Regions from separate parts of the Sus scrofa genome. Here all the other regions are linked to region 3. The links are chromatin contacts, called in public HiChIP or PLAC-seq and promoter capture Hi-C maps. All regions are on one chromosome and are shown on one strand. The core of a region is the stretch at or near the end of the contact, and the rest is flanking DNA. Distances in the headings are between cores, read along the strand shown. Region 1 has its middle 18 kb from the start of POLM. Region 2 holds the start of MYL7 (myosin regulatory light chain 2, atrial isoform). Region 3 holds the start of NUDCD3 (nudC domain-containing protein 3). Region 4 holds the start of CCM2 (cerebral cavernous malformations 2 protein). Region 5 holds the start of POLM (DNA-directed DNA/RNA polymerase mu).

Region 1 (2,700 bases), core at 70-2,569, 340 kb before region 3:
GAGCAGTGACGAAGGTATGCACCCGGCTTATCACAGGGCAGTAGGGTTTGGGGCGGGGTTCAGGGTGGGCAGTGTAGGAGCTAAGGCCAGTGGGGGCATGGGTGAAAACAGAAATGCTAGGGCCCTGGGGGCCATGGTGAGGACTTTGGCTTTACTGAGGTGTGGGGAACTGCTGGATGGCTTTGAGCCAGGAGTGACAGATACCATGTGACCTGCTTTTCAGACTTTTGAAACCAGACTTAAAGGCAAAAAGGCAGAGACAGGCAGTCTGGTTGGGAGATGTGGGCCTAACCCAGCAGGAGGTGGTAGGTCAGCACTGGAGGTCCTCTTTCTCCCACCTCCCTACTCCTCGGCTACCTCTGGCTCCAGATGCCCCTGGAACACCCTTTAGTGCCCCCGCAAAGACTCCTAGCAGGCAAGACCCAGACTCCACCTCTGAGCTCAGAGACCCCAGGGCTAGAAGTCGAATTGGACATATTGTGCAAAGCCCTTGCCATCTACCCAGGCTCAGTAACAAGCCCAGAAACAAAGCTCCATTCAGTTCTTACTCACAGGAGAGGAGCCAGAGACCTCTGGCCCAGGACCACAGAGCTAGGAGAGCTCTGTAAAAAGTTAATAAACAAAACACTCAATTAAGAGTGGGGAGACCAGAAGGGGGAGCTCTTATGCCCTGCAGCCACAGCAGAGCCCAACAGGAAGAAGAAACATTCTCTATCCTGGCAACAACTCAGCCAATGAAAAAAACGTGGACTCTGTGTCCTACGGTCCCCCTGCCCCCTGCTTCCCTTGCCACGTGGGGACTTGCATGTGGCTCGCCATGATGGCAGACTGTGAATTGCAGTTCTCTGCTGATCTCAAATAAACCCATTTTTGTGGAAGAAATAACTGGCAGTTTTTTTATTCCAACACTTTGGTGACTTGCACAGGGATCCAGAGGAGACCCCCAACAGGCTGGTAAGTGAACAGGTGCAGTGCGCATGAAAGGCCACTGCTGCTCACTGATTTCCTCATTGATCCTGGAATTCAAAAGTATTTCTTTCTCCTGGGTCTGAGCCTCCACCCTCTGCATTTTGAATCTCTCCAAGCTTTAGCTGGCATCTCCCAAGCTTTAGCTGGGATCTATTTTTTATCCTTTCTGGTTAAGGCCCTGTTCTGTACTTGAGTACTCATTTGGAATTTCAGTCTCATTTTGAAATCAGACTGCTCCAATTGGAGCCGGCTAGCCTTCAGCCCATTCCTTTGGGAACAGAGGCTATATTTCATTGGAACTGTGCCAGTTCAGCCTTCAGGCCATTCCTTTGGAATAGGGGTTGTTCTATGGGAACACTGCTGAGATGCCATCTGCTGGCTCTGCTAGGACCAACCTGTTCCTTTAGAACTGGCTGGTGTTAGGCCAGCAGGCTGTTTGAGATATTTGAACTGTTTGAGCTATAAGCTGTTTAAGCTGTAAGCTGCTTGAGCTGTTTAGGCTTTTTAAAAATTCTCTTAGAGAAAGACCTCTGAGAAATGAGATCCCAGTTACCTAAATATTTTGAGGGCACCTCCCCACCACAGGGACTCTGGCCGATATTATGTTGAAAAACTGCAGTCATTCCTTCTGAGAATTTCTAACCAAATGGACCAGCCTAACCAAAGGCAATTTAGCATGTCAATGGCCATGATGGGGAATTTTTTAACTGTTCAAACCTATTTTTCTTAAGACCAAAGTGGACAACCAGAGCCCTAAAATTTCCCTAACTGAATGGAATGCCTATTTGGATTGGTAGCTTGAGGCTTCCAAACATGATCAGCAGCCTAAAATTGATTTTATGCAAAATAAGACTTGGAGACTGGGGCAAACAAATGACTTAAAAGATGATGTGGTTCCCAGAGCCTCAGGCTCTTCCTCCTCAGCTTGTCTCCGGTTCGCCTCCCACACCATCCTGTCTTTCCCTGAGCCCCACGTGCTGATGCCCACCTCTGGGCCATCTCCCTCTTCTACCCCACCCCACCTACACCTGCTCTAGAGCCCCCAGTTCCCCTACACTAATCCTCTCTCTGAATTTCCTTTTTTCTCTCAAACTCTCCCCACTTTTCCTCTGAACCTATCAGAGCCTGTCTCTTTAAATTTAAGCCTTCTGAGGATCCTAAAGAAACTAAAACCTTAATTTTGTATATCCCCTGGATGAAAGCTGAACTGTGAGCCACAGACAAAGATTTTTCCAAAGTAACCAAAGATCCTCACAGATGTGCTGAGGAATTTAATACAGTCATTCAAACTCAGAAACTGGTTTGTCTGACTTCTATCAGCTAGTTCCTATGCTTGATGGTGAAGGCCAGGCCAGCACTGGATGAAAACCACTAACTGGGGAAATCCTGAAAGGCCTCCAGCCTGTTAACTTAATATAGGATCAGGCTCAGGCAACTGCTAGGCAACTTCATGGGGCAATTCCTACAGCTTTTCCAAAGCCTGTTGATTGGAACAAAATACAGGTTTCCACACAAAAACTTAATGAATGTGCCCATGATTATTATAACCGATTTCAGATTTTTAAAGAAAATTCTGGTCTTCCTTCAGGTGTTAATTCTACCCAGACAGCTTTTAACTCTATGTGTATGAGGAGGCGGAAGCAAGACCCTTCCCTTCTAGCAAAAAAGGACCAGGATGAAATGGGAAACTCCGCCCACCCCAGGTTTAATTAATCTGGCAAAACAGCTCTC
Region 2 (2,700 bases), core at 145-2,644, 270 kb before region 3:
CGGGGCTGGGGACTTGGGAATGGAGGCTGAAGGCATATTTCCCAACCTCGAGACTTGGGGTGACCAGTGCCCAGGGGTCTGGAATGCAGGGGTGGGCCCCACCCGGGGTGGGCCCCACCCCCTCTGGGGCAGCAAGGGCCAGGTGGGGTCTGGATGGGGTCTGGGTGGAAGTCAGGACAGGTCCAGGTGGGCTTCGAGCTCGCTGCCCAGCCAGGGGGGCCAGACCTGCCCCAGGCTCACCGTTGAGCTTCTCCCCGAACAACGTGAGGAAGACGGTGAAGTTGATGGGCCCCTTCCCTTCCTGCAGCATGGCATCCAGCTCCTCTTCTGGAACATTCACCTTCCCTGGGGGTGCGGGCGGGGAGGGAGATGGACACAGGAAGCTTGAGTGTCCCTGAGTAGGGCCCAGCCTCCGTCCCCTTCCACCCTCCTTCCCCCCCCTCCCCAGACTGGGAGCAGGTGAGAGGCAGCTCTGGTGGGGGAGGGGGAGGAAGGTGTGATGGGGGAGGGGTGTGAGAGGAAGAGGGAGCTGTGAGCAGGAAGGGGAGGACGGGCAGGGGCAGTGATCGACAGGAGGCTGGCCCTCTCATCAGGCTCCCCGCCACAGCCCTGCAGCACTGGGTCCTGGCCTGAGCCGCGCAGGGCCGGTGGGAGAGGGGTGCACTTACCCAGCTGGGAGTAGGTCTCTCGAAGGTCTGACTTGCAGATGATGCCATCACGGTTCTGGTCGATGCAGCTGAAGGCCTGTGAGGTGGGGGCCTCAGTCTCCAGGTGGGAGCAGCCCCCACCCCAGGGGAGGTGAGAGGTGGGGGAGACCCGCATGGTGAGCAGAGCAAGGACAGGGGCCAGGACCACTGACCCACAGAGGACAGGGAGTGTAGGTGGGGCAGGTAGCCCAGGACAGGTCCCAGGCTGTTGGGGGGGTGGGGGGACTCACTTCCTTGAACTCTTGGATCTGGGCTTGCTCGAACATGGAAAAGACATTGGAAGAGCCTCGCTGGGCCTGCTTGGTGGCCGCGGCCTTGCTCCGGGTCCCCGCCTTTCTGCTGGCCTGCAATACCGTGGATGGGGAGGGGTTTTTTCCCAGCTCCCCAAAGACTCCCTGCCAGGGAGATAGATCCCCAGAGTGTCCCAGGAGAGCCGGGGTCAAGGTCCTCTTTCTGTCCCTAGAGACCACCTCTCTGGGCCCACCACAGGCACAGGAGCCCCTGGCACACTGCACCCCCAGCCCCCAGGACAGCACCTGGGAGGCCACTGGCCTTGAGACCCCCCCCCCACCTGGCACTCACCATCTTCTCTCTGCAGCAGCCGGGTTGCTGCAAGGGGCCCACAGCCCCCTTTATGTTTCAGCCTTATCACCTGAAGCACCAAATAAGGACAGGAGGAGAGGACAGGCCCAAACTTGGCAGCCTCGGCTTGGGCTGGGGGAGGACAGGGCCCCCGAGCAGATTCCAGCCACGTTCCTGGCGACTTTCAGGCCCCGACGTGTGACATCCGGGTGTCCACCCATCCCAGCAGCACTGGATGCAGTGCCTCCCGAGAGAGAGAAGGCTCACAACTCTCACAACTCGGGTGCTGAATGAGGGGTCCCCCGTGACCCCCATCGGCTGTCCTCCCTGTGATTTCAGTCCAGCACCTGCCCAGGCCAAGAGGACAGCGGGGGAGGGCCCAGGGTAGGGCAGTGGGTGGTTCTGAGGATGCTTTCTGACCTGAGACCCCCACCCCCCAGGGACTCCCAGAGGTTTGGCTCAAGACGCTTGGCCCTGGCCGCTGGCCCCTCTGACCAAGGGGCAGCCACCCTGAGCTGGCTGAGACCCCAAACAGAACTTCCGTGTGATGCTTTCGGAGCACGGAGCGCTGCCTGGACCCCAAACATCCCTTCGGACCCCATGAAAGTGGGTTATGAGCCCTTCTTGGGGGACTCACCCACGGAGCGTGGGGCCCGGGCTCCGTCCGCTGTGCCGGAGCAGCAGCTGGCAGCTCCTTACCAGCCCAGGGCAGAGAAGGGCTGGGAGGCTGGGGACCATCCAGAGCAGAAGGAGCAGGCCACTGGCTGCCCCCTGAGCCCAGACTAGGAGAGGGCCCACTGCTGCCCCTCTGGCCCTGGGGGTAAGGAAGGCAGGAAGGCCAGCAGAGCTCTCATCAGTCAGTCCTAATGTCCCTTTTGTATAATAGGTAAGTATTTCACAATGCCTCTTTTACTCTCCTGAAATAAAATTCATCAGCTATATACCCCATCTCCACAGAGAATTTTAAAAAATCAACACAATGCCCTGAACCGTAACCTACAGGCTGGCCGGGACATAACTGATGGCGAAATGAGCTGCAGCACTGTGAGCGCTGGAACACGCGTACTGCTAATGAAGTCATCAGACGCTTGCACAAACTTCAGATGCGTAATTTAGACTCGAGAGAACTAAAAAGATGGCAAGTGTTTCCACATGAGGCAAACCGGAAAACAACGGAAGTGATTCAAAATCACAACTTTGGCTGAAGTTCTAAATAAAACGACGCGGTCATTCCAGGTTTGCTGGGTGGTTCCTCTCGCTGAAAAGTGAGTGTACCTTAAAATCTTGCAAATATGTGTTCATACGCGACTGGGGTTTTGTGTAAGGTGGTCTTAGACCCTGGGCTGGCCCGCTCAAAATAGGCATTTCATTCAGGAGCATCAGGAAGGCCCCTAGAAATCATGTGACTTCT
Region 3 (2,700 bases), core at 66-2,565:
CTGAGCAGCTGCTTTCAATCCCATCAAAGTCCCGCCTCCCCTACTAAATTTTTCATTTTCAAACCGTCATTTCTGCTCCTTCCCTTCTCATGGACTCTGTCACATAACTGGCCTTGCATAGTTCTTGGTCACTTGTGTTTTATCTCATTAACTATAGCATCAGTAGCCCAAGGAGAAAGACGAGTATTTAACCAACCACATTACCAGTGCACCACCAACGCCTGTGGCAGCTGAGAGTATAAATACAATCCGCACATAAATTCTTGTTTATTACATTCGCGTACCCAGTCAACTTCAGGGAACAAGTATTACCAGCCCCTCGAACATACGATCGATTTAACCTGGGATATACTCAAACGTAAACTTATTAACTACTACCATGACTGTCTTTGACCTGAGAAATCACATTCCAAACAAGCGGACAACACCCATCAATAACCACAGTCTCCGCTCCACCTCTACTCTTCCATGGTAGGGTGTGCAGGTCTCTGTGCTACCGCCGCCTTCCCGCGTCCAGCCTGCACTGTTTTTATTTCCTAACTGGCAGGCCCTGGCACATCGAAAGATTACGCGCTGCAGGAGACACCGGGACCCTGAGCATCTACTGCTTCTGATGCCCAAGTGCACCCAGTGTCAGACCAGGCTACTCGAGCGCTAGCCCCTCTCCCGCAGGAGTAATCTGATATTCCATCCGCCTCCCGGGTGAAGCCGCGGCCCAAGGAGGCGGGTCCGAGCGCCAGAGGATGAACGGAGGCCGGGAGCGCAGAGAGCGGCGGCTCGCGGGGCTCTTCGGCTCCCGCGGGGTTCAAGAGCCACGGGGACTCGGCTGGCGGGAGGGGGGGACGGGCTGGCGGGCGGCGGGGGCGGGCTGCCACGGCTCCCCCAACCCCACCCGGAGCCGCCTGCCCGCCGCGCGTTACCTGCAGCACCAGCGCCTGCGCGGCCCCCGGCGGGAAGCCCATGCGGTCCGACGGGTGGCGCAGCAGGCGATAGAAGTCCGTCTTGCGATAAAGGAAGCCGAAGAGCACGCGCAGAAAGTCCTGGACGTTGCCCACGTGCTGCAGGATGCCCAGCAGGGCCTGGTCGTATAGCTCGGCCGCCCCGGGCTCCATGGCGTCGCCGGCCGGAGGGACGCTCACTCACTGCGGGCGCGGCCCGGACGCCGGCCTACGGCCACTTCCGGTGCCCTGCGGTAACGGCTCCGGCTGCCAGCGCGCCCGTGAAACTTCCGGTCCGCGCTGGTTCGCCCCCCGCCCCCCCGCCCGTGGGGCTGAGCCCGGCTGCGCCGGAGGGACTTGCCGCAGGCCCCGCCCCCAGGGCGCCGTGGCGGCCTGGGGCTGTCGCCGAGGGGCCGCTGTGCGCCGCGAAGCGCAGGAGAGCCTGGGGCGGCCGAGCTGCGGGCGCCTAGCGGCCATGTTGGCAACGGGCGGAAGAGGTGTAGTGTGGGCAGTGTCACCTGATCCTCGGCATTGTCACCTGGTCTGCGGGCCCGTTCCCGACTGGGTGTCCCGAGCCCCAGGTTACGGGCGGGACCACACGAGCCGAGAGCCTTTTGCTGGCGCGTCAGAAGAGGAAAATGCCAGCGTGCGGGTGGTATGTGCCCTGTTAATGACAGAGCCGTGGGTGAAATGCGTTGTGATGTGCCTAAATCAAAAGAATGTAAAGTGAGTGCATTCGCGCATATTAAATGGAAAGAGCAAGGTGCAGAATCATCTGGTGTGCCCTCCTGTGAAATACACCTATATGTACATGTGTGTGTGGTATGTCCCTGTGTATGCATAGTATACGTACGCACAGCATGTATATGTATCCTAGGTGTGTGTCAAAGCATAATCTTAAAACAGAAAACATAACCCTCGGACAAATACATAATGAACACATGTCAAAAATTTATACAGTTTAACTGAGTAACCAGTGTTTGGAGAAGCTTTTGGAGAAACTGGGTATTTATAAACATTTTGAAAAAAACAGTAAGATTGCCAGGTTGGATACAAAGCTGGCTGGTGTCCTACAAAATGATGTGGATTATCTTTTCTAGTGGATAGAGATGACTTGCATCTCTGCTGGCCTGAAATCTGCAAGTTAACACATATCTTCATAGTGTATGGGCTCTAATGAATTGTAAATAGTCAAGCTCGGATAAATTGTCCTAGAGCAGTGGTTCTGAAACTTTTCGAACATAGGACCCATTTACACTCTTAAAATTTGTTGAAGGAGTTTCCTTTGTGGTGCAGCGGGTTAAGGATCCTGAGTTGTCGCTGGAGTTGCTGCTGTGTCAAGGGTTTGATCCCTGACCCAGGAACTTCCACATGCTGAAAGCAGCCAAAAAAAAAAAAAAAAAAAAAAAAAAAAAAAAAAAAAAATTATTGAAGACTCTAAAGAGTCTTCAGGGAGTTCCTTTTATGGCCTGTTTATGCAGTGGAAACGAATCCAACTAGTATCCATCAATCCCTGGCCTCGCTCAGTGGGTCAGGGATCCGGTGTTGCCATGAGCTGTGGTATAGGTCACAGATGCCGCTCGGATCCTGCATTGCTGTGGCTGTGGTGTAGGTCAGCAGCTGCAGCTCCAATTCGACCCCTAGCCTTGGAACTTCCATATGTCTCAGTGCAGCCCTAAAAGGCAAAATAAATAATCTTCAGTATATTATGTGGAGTGGACTATGCTTATCAGTAGTTACCATGTTAGAAATTAAAACTAAG
Region 4 (2,700 bases), core at 27-2,526, 310 kb after region 3:
CAAAGGGCCCAGCTCCATCCCACGATGGGAGCCGAGAGAGAGACCATTGACCCCTGGCACAGGATCTAACACTCTAAAAAGTTAACCAGTCGAGACAAATATTGTTTTGTTTGGTATCAGTTTACATTTTAGTTGAACAGCAGGGTTCTTACTGGCAGCTGTTTGGTGGCAAAACAGTGGGCCTGCTGCTGCTGACTCCACTTCACAGTGTGTTTTGGGCAAACCATCTCTCTGGACCTCATCGGTAAAAGGTGGCTGTTATTTCTAGGTGACTATTAAGGTTCTGTGTGTGGGAGTTCCCTTTGTGGTGCAGAGGAAACCAATGCGACTAGTAACCATGAGGTTGCAGGTTTGATCTCCGGCCTCGCTCAGTGGGTTAAGGATCCCGTGTTGCTGTGAGCTGTGGTGTAGGTCGCAGACACAGCTCAGATCCTGCGTGGCTGTGGCTGTGGTGTAGGCCGGCAGTTGTAGCTCCATTTCGACCCCTAGCCTGGGAACCTCTATGTGCCATTAAAAAAAAAAAAAAGGTTCTAGGTTTTATTTATTTATTCATTTTGTCTTTTCTAGGGCCGCATCCGCAGCATACGGAGGTTCCCAGGTGAGGGATCTAATCGGAGCTGTAGCCGCCAGCCTGCACCACAGCCCCAGCAACACGGGATCCGAGCCACGTCTGCAACCTACACCACAGCTCAGGGCAACGCTGGATCCCCAACCCACTGAGCGAGGGCAGGGATCGAACCCTCAACCGCATGGTTCCTAGTGGGACTCGTTAACCACTGAGCCACGAAGGGAACTCCCGTTCTACATTTTATTCTGGTAGGGTCCGGACGTACTCGCTGTTGCATTTAAACTTTCCCAACGTGTTTGTCTAAGGAAGGCTGACGCTGAAACACAGGAAGTCTTAGCAAAAAGTTTCACTGCACCCACACGAAAGAAGGGCAAAGGGAGAAAGGAAAGGGAGTGGTCCTGTGCCCCTTCCCCGAGGCCCCGCTCCTCGAGCAGCCCCGCCCAGGTCTTCCCGCCTTCACCTTCCTGCAGGCCCCGCCCTCCCACTCCCGCCAACCACTCCGGTCCGCAGCCCCGCCTCCGATGACCGCGCCCCCTCTCGCCAGCCCCTCCCAGAGCCCCCACACCCCCACTTCCCGTCCTCACCTTCCCACAGGCCCCGCCCCTCCCGCCGGCCCCGCCCACCGTTTCTTGGCGGCCTGAGCCTAATCTGCTTGAGCGTGAGGCAGGCTGGGAAGTTGGCTGCCCAAAAGATGGCGGCAGAATTGAAACGCTGGAGCCGCTCGTGCGGCCCTGAGGCGCCGGGCTTGTGGGCGCGGGCTGCAGGCCCTCCCTGAAGGGCGTGGGGTGGGACAGGGGCGCGACAGGCGCGCTCCCGCGGCCCTGAAAGGGGCGGGCAGGGCAGGCGCGTTCTCGGCCGCCTGGAAGGGCTGGGGGCGGAGCGTGTGGGCCGAGGGGGCGTGCGCGCGCGGGGCGGGGCGTGGTCGCGGGGGCGGGGCTGCGCCCTCGGTCCGGAAGTGCGGGGTGCGGGGTGCAGGGCGCGGACGGCCCCTGGCGGCCGCGGGAGGAGACTGCGGCCAGGCTAGCGGCGCAGGAGCGGCGGCGGCCGCGGGGCCGGGGCGAGCATGTAGCGGCCGCGGGCGGCGCGGGGCTCCCGGGGCGGGCCGGGCCGCGGGGGCCGCTCGCGGCGACATGGAGGAAGAGAGCAAGAAGGGCAAGAAGGTGAGGCTGCGGGGCGCGTCCTCCCGAGGGCCGGGCGCGGGGTGGGCTGGACCCCCGACCAAGGCAGGAGGCTGGCGGAAGGCGGAGGGTCTGGGGCTGGGACTAGGGGGGGAGTGAGGGGGACGCGGGAGGGTCGCTCGGGGCCGCCTGTCGGTCTGCCGGTGCGGGGCGTGGGAAAGTCTGGTTTCGGGAGGTCCGTGGAGGGGAGTTTTGATTTGGGAGGTTCAGTGTGGGGAGGCGAGGCGTGGGGAGGTCCGGGACGGGAGTCTGGCGTGTGGACTCCGGCGTGGGGAGGCCAGGCACAGGGAGGTCCCGGGCGGGAGTCCGGCGTGGAGAGGCCCCAGGTTGGAAGTCCGGCGTGGAGAGGCCCGGAGGCACCCGCGGTTGGGGTGAGCGTGGCGGGCAGGCCAGGGCCCCCCGGTGGACAGTCCACGGTCAGTCCCGGACAGGGTCGTGGGAGTCGGTCTCTGCGCGATGGAGTACGAGGCGAGCCCCTGGACAATGGGGTTAGGTGGTCCTTTGCCGGCCGGGAGCGCGGGGGAGGAAGGAGCCACGCCTTTCCGCCCCTTCCGGTCAGTAACTCTGCCCCAAACCCAGGCTGTCCACATGGCCTTCCCCGCGGGTCAGTGACCAGGGGCTGCAGAGGAGCTGGCCCTGGTTATGGGCCAGAAAGTTTTCCAGGGTTAGTATCTTTGAGAAAATGGGGTGTACGGTAATGGAGAAACATTTGCTGCTGAGTTGACTTCAATTTTGGGGTATCAAGTAAAAGCAAAAACCGTGTTTCATGGTACAGCAGGCTCACTCACGGTAGGCCCGCAGAGGTCGAGTTTTGCTCTACCTAATCCCAGCTGAGTGATTTCAGTGATGTTATGTTTGGCAGTTAGATTTAGGACATAGTTCAAGAGGTTCCTCAGTCTGTGTAATTTTAAAAGTGTGGCTTTAATTACAGGCTAGAGTAATCGATAAACTCAC
Region 5 (2,700 bases), core at 151-2,650, 320 kb before region 3:
GGAGGGGGCGAGAGTAAAGGGTCTGAGCCCGGAGGGAGGAGGCTAGAGGTTGGGGAAACCTCCAGGCGGGCGTCGGGGTTCGTCCTCGGAGGGCAGCAGGGGAAATTGCAAGGCGGTGTCGGGGGTTTGGTGGTCGATCTTGGGCGGGTAGGAGAGGGATCCGTTCTCAGCCGAGGGGCGTATCGGCCCCAGGCCCTGCTGTTCGCCCCCTCCGACTGGGTCGCGCTGCACCAGGGCTCTTGGGCCGGTGGGCCGCAGAAACCTGGCGGCGCGGGGTCCCTGAACCCGGGCCCCGGCGGACACGCGAGCTTGGAGTGAGCTGGGGGAGCGGCCGCTTCAAGCCCCGGGAAGGGTTTTAAAGTCTTTTCAGTCGAATGGCGTTGGGACGACTGGCCGGCCATTTGGAAAAGTAGAAGTTGGCTCCCTCCCTCAGTGCCTAATACTGAAATAAAATCCAGATGGATCAAACATTCAACTCTAAAAACGAAACAACAAATGTACTGCGGCGTCGGTGAATGTTTTTATAGTCTTAAGTATCACAATAAACCTGGAGACCCAAAGGAGAAGGACGATACACTTGACTACACACAAATTTAAAATGTATTTTAAAATTAAAAGGCAAATGGGGGAAGAGCGTAACACATTTTGAATTTAAATCCAATTCCTGTAATTATGAAATTGTCCTAAGATAAATGAGGGAAAGGCAAAGAGCAAGAACACCAGTAGGCATTTCACAGATGAAATACTGCCCCACCTGTCCAATCCCTAGGGAAGGGCCAGTTCAAATGAGAGTATCTTCACCTGTCACATTACCGGGTGTTTACAAAATTGACCTCACCTTTTAAAGGTGTGAGGGAATTGGCAGTTTGTAGGAGGGGCTTTTGGAAAGCCAATTTGACCACCGTATCCAGCAAAATGACAACAAAAACCTCACCAGCAGTTGCTTTTCCAAGAACTGGTACTGTGCTGAGTCCCTAGATCAGGTTGGGAAAGCTGACATCTAGACCATACTGAGGGTTCCCATGTTTCTTTCTAGGTTTTGCAATCACCTTGTTAGACCATGTCACCCCTGGTCCCACCACTTGCCCAAATCTTCTCCCCTGGGGTCCTGCTCTTGTCGGTGGACAGGTGGCTGAGGGAGGCAGATGGGCCTCCGCATCAGTTCCCAACCGGCCCTCCTGGGCCCAGGACACCACTTCAAAGCCAGGAGCCCTGGATGTGGCACCTCTCTCACTTCCTGTGCTCATTTCTCCTGCCATCGGAGAAGGAAGAGCGCCCAGGGTCCCTGGAAGGGGTTCTCGGAACTGAGTTCCCAGTCTGTGGCTTCTGCCTCTCCTCAGGGGGCTGCTGTCTATCCCCTGAAGCCATTCCTGTCCCTCTTTTTTTTTTAAGGGCCACACCTGTGACATATGGCGGTTCCCAGGCTAGAGGTTGAATCGGAGCTGTAGCTGCCAGCCTATGCCACAGCTGCGACAACTCGGGATCCGAGCCTCATCTTCGACCTACACCACAGCTCACAGCAATGCCAGATCCTTAACCCACTGAGCAAGGCCAGGGATGGAACCTGTGTCCTCATGGATACGAGTCGGATTTGCTTCTGCTGAGCCACGACGGGACTGCCACCACTTCTGTTCCTCTTCATCCGGGGCACCTGGTTTCTCTCCTGGGGAGAGACCCATCACACCTGAAGGACCCATCACATCTGAATCCTTAAAACACTGGGCAACTTGCAAAAATGAGGATGTGGGGAGAATGGGATAACGCAGGCCCTTTCTGCCTGCCACCATGTTCCGATGGGGAAGTGCCACAGCAGCTAGTATAGAATCATAGCTCTGCGTGTGCACGGGCCATAGAACCCGATGACCACCGCCCCTTGAGTAACGCCTCAGCAAATTGCTGGCTTTGTTCTGTACCAGTAAAAAAGGTGGCAGGGACTTCACCACGGCTCTCGAAGCCAATAAAAGGATGTCTGACCTACCTACAGTGCCTCGGTGCTTCTTCGGGTTGCCGGAATCCAGATCAAACCCGTGTGGTCTTGAGAGACTGCAGAACAGAGGAAAACAGGGCTTTCCACAGGCCCAGGGAGGTCTTTGAGGGAGGAGGGAGATCCTCAGTGCCCACTGAGTGGAGGCCTGGGCACCAGTGGGCAAGGCCACGGCACTGATGGTAGGCATGCTCCTCCCCTCCCCTCCCTGGACCACCAGGTCACTGCCCGGCCAGCTGGGAAGCGAGACCTCAGCCCTCTATTTCCAATAAACCTGGCTTGGGGTTCCCAGATGTCTAAGTCCCCAGCCTCCCGCTGCCCACACTGAAGCCAACCCCCGCCTCCACAAAAATCAGAGGCTGTAGGGAGTTCTCACTGCGGCTCAGCAATAAGGAACCTGACTAGTATCCATGAAGACATGGGTTTGAACCCTGGCCTTGCTCAGTGGCTTAAGGACTGCAGTGTAGTTCGCAGATGCAGCTTGGACCCTGCACGGCTGTGGCTGTGGTGTAGGCCGGCAGCTGCAGCTCCTATTCGACGCATAGCCTGGGAACTTCCATATGCCACAGGTGCGGCCCTAAAAAACAAGCAAGAATCAGAGGCTGTGCAGAGGTGACCTCCTGGCTGGGCCCCTTCGGCTGCCCTGCGGGTGGCAGTCCGCCCCCCTGCTCCGCACTGTGGCTCTCTCAGGCTGTGTTTGGATTAGCTGTACCCAG

What was found. Promoter capture Hi-C pulls out the DNA fragments that hold promoters and counts their contacts. HiChIP or PLAC-seq counts read pairs in DNA pulled down with a chosen protein or histone mark.
Region 1: a contact with region 3 is called in a promoter capture Hi-C map of fetal skeletal muscle, with 4 times the contacts expected there. The contact joins the enhancer-like site here to the promoter of NUDCD3 in region 3. A contact is called at or near these places in 3 of 5 promoter capture datasets (fetal liver, fetal skeletal muscle and liver), 6 of 47 Hi-C or Micro-C datasets (alveolar macrophages, fetal skeletal muscle, mesenteric adipose tissue and 3 more) and 2 of 2 datasets of contacts at active chromatin or transcription factors (alveolar macrophages and skeletal muscle).
Region 2: a contact with region 3 is called in an H3K27ac HiChIP or PLAC-seq map of alveolar macrophages. The contact joins the promoter of MYL7 here to the promoter of NUDCD3 in region 3. A contact is called at or near these places in 1 of 5 promoter capture datasets (liver), 2 of 47 Hi-C or Micro-C datasets (embryonic fibroblasts and liver) and 1 of 2 datasets of contacts at active chromatin or transcription factors (alveolar macrophages).
Region 4: a promoter capture Hi-C map of fetal skeletal muscle shows a contact between it and region 3, with 5 times the contacts expected there. The contact joins the promoter of CCM2 here to the promoter of NUDCD3 in region 3. A contact is called at or near these places in 3 of 5 promoter capture datasets (fetal liver, fetal skeletal muscle and liver) and 1 of 47 Hi-C or Micro-C datasets (liver).
Region 5: a contact with region 3 is called in an H3K27ac HiChIP or PLAC-seq map of alveolar macrophages. The contact joins the promoter of POLM here to the promoter of NUDCD3 in region 3. A contact is called at or near these places in 1 of 5 promoter capture datasets (liver), 5 of 47 Hi-C or Micro-C datasets (fetal skeletal muscle, heart right ventricle, mesenteric adipose tissue and 2 more) and 1 of 2 datasets of contacts at active chromatin or transcription factors (alveolar macrophages).

The regions. Positions count from the first base shown.
Region 1 is chr18:51,094,135-51,096,834 of Sscrofa11.1, reverse strand. It overlaps the pseudogene LOC110257529. Among named protein-coding and RNA genes, the nearest start is that of POLM, 18 kb to the right of the region's middle. Within about 2 kb of position 1,319, at least 32 of the 83 cell types and tissues checked have an H3K27ac peak or open chromatin away from gene starts, as enhancers often do. A contact at or near this core is called in fetal liver, fetal skeletal muscle, mesenteric adipose tissue and 3 more, where this site is marked.
Region 2 is chr18:51,025,130-51,027,829 of Sscrofa11.1, reverse strand. It overlaps MYL7 (myosin regulatory light chain 2, atrial isoform), which reads right to left and starts at 1,394. Exons shown (of 7, transcript XM_003134885.4): 1 at 1,290-1,394; 2 at 938-1,051; 3 at 669-744; 4 at 241-345. The coding sequence starts at 1,292.
Region 3 is chr18:50,757,684-50,760,383 of Sscrofa11.1, reverse strand. NUDCD3 (nudC domain-containing protein 3) reads right to left here and starts at 1,315. Exons shown (of 6, transcript XM_003134880.6): 1 at 921-1,315. The coding sequence starts at 1,112.
Region 4 is chr18:50,449,018-50,451,717 of Sscrofa11.1, reverse strand. It overlaps CCM2 (cerebral cavernous malformations 2 protein), which reads left to right and starts at 1,276. Exons shown (of 10, transcript XM_021079071.1): 1 at 1,276-1,728. The coding sequence starts at 1,699. It overlaps LOC100739791 (a long non-coding RNA gene), which reads right to left and starts at 1,206. Exons shown (of 6, transcript XR_002340445.1): 1 at 1,192-1,206.
Region 5 is chr18:51,076,545-51,079,244 of Sscrofa11.1, reverse strand. POLM (DNA-directed DNA/RNA polymerase mu) reads right to left here and starts at 1,400. Exons shown (of 11, transcript XR_309140.3): 1 at 1-1,400.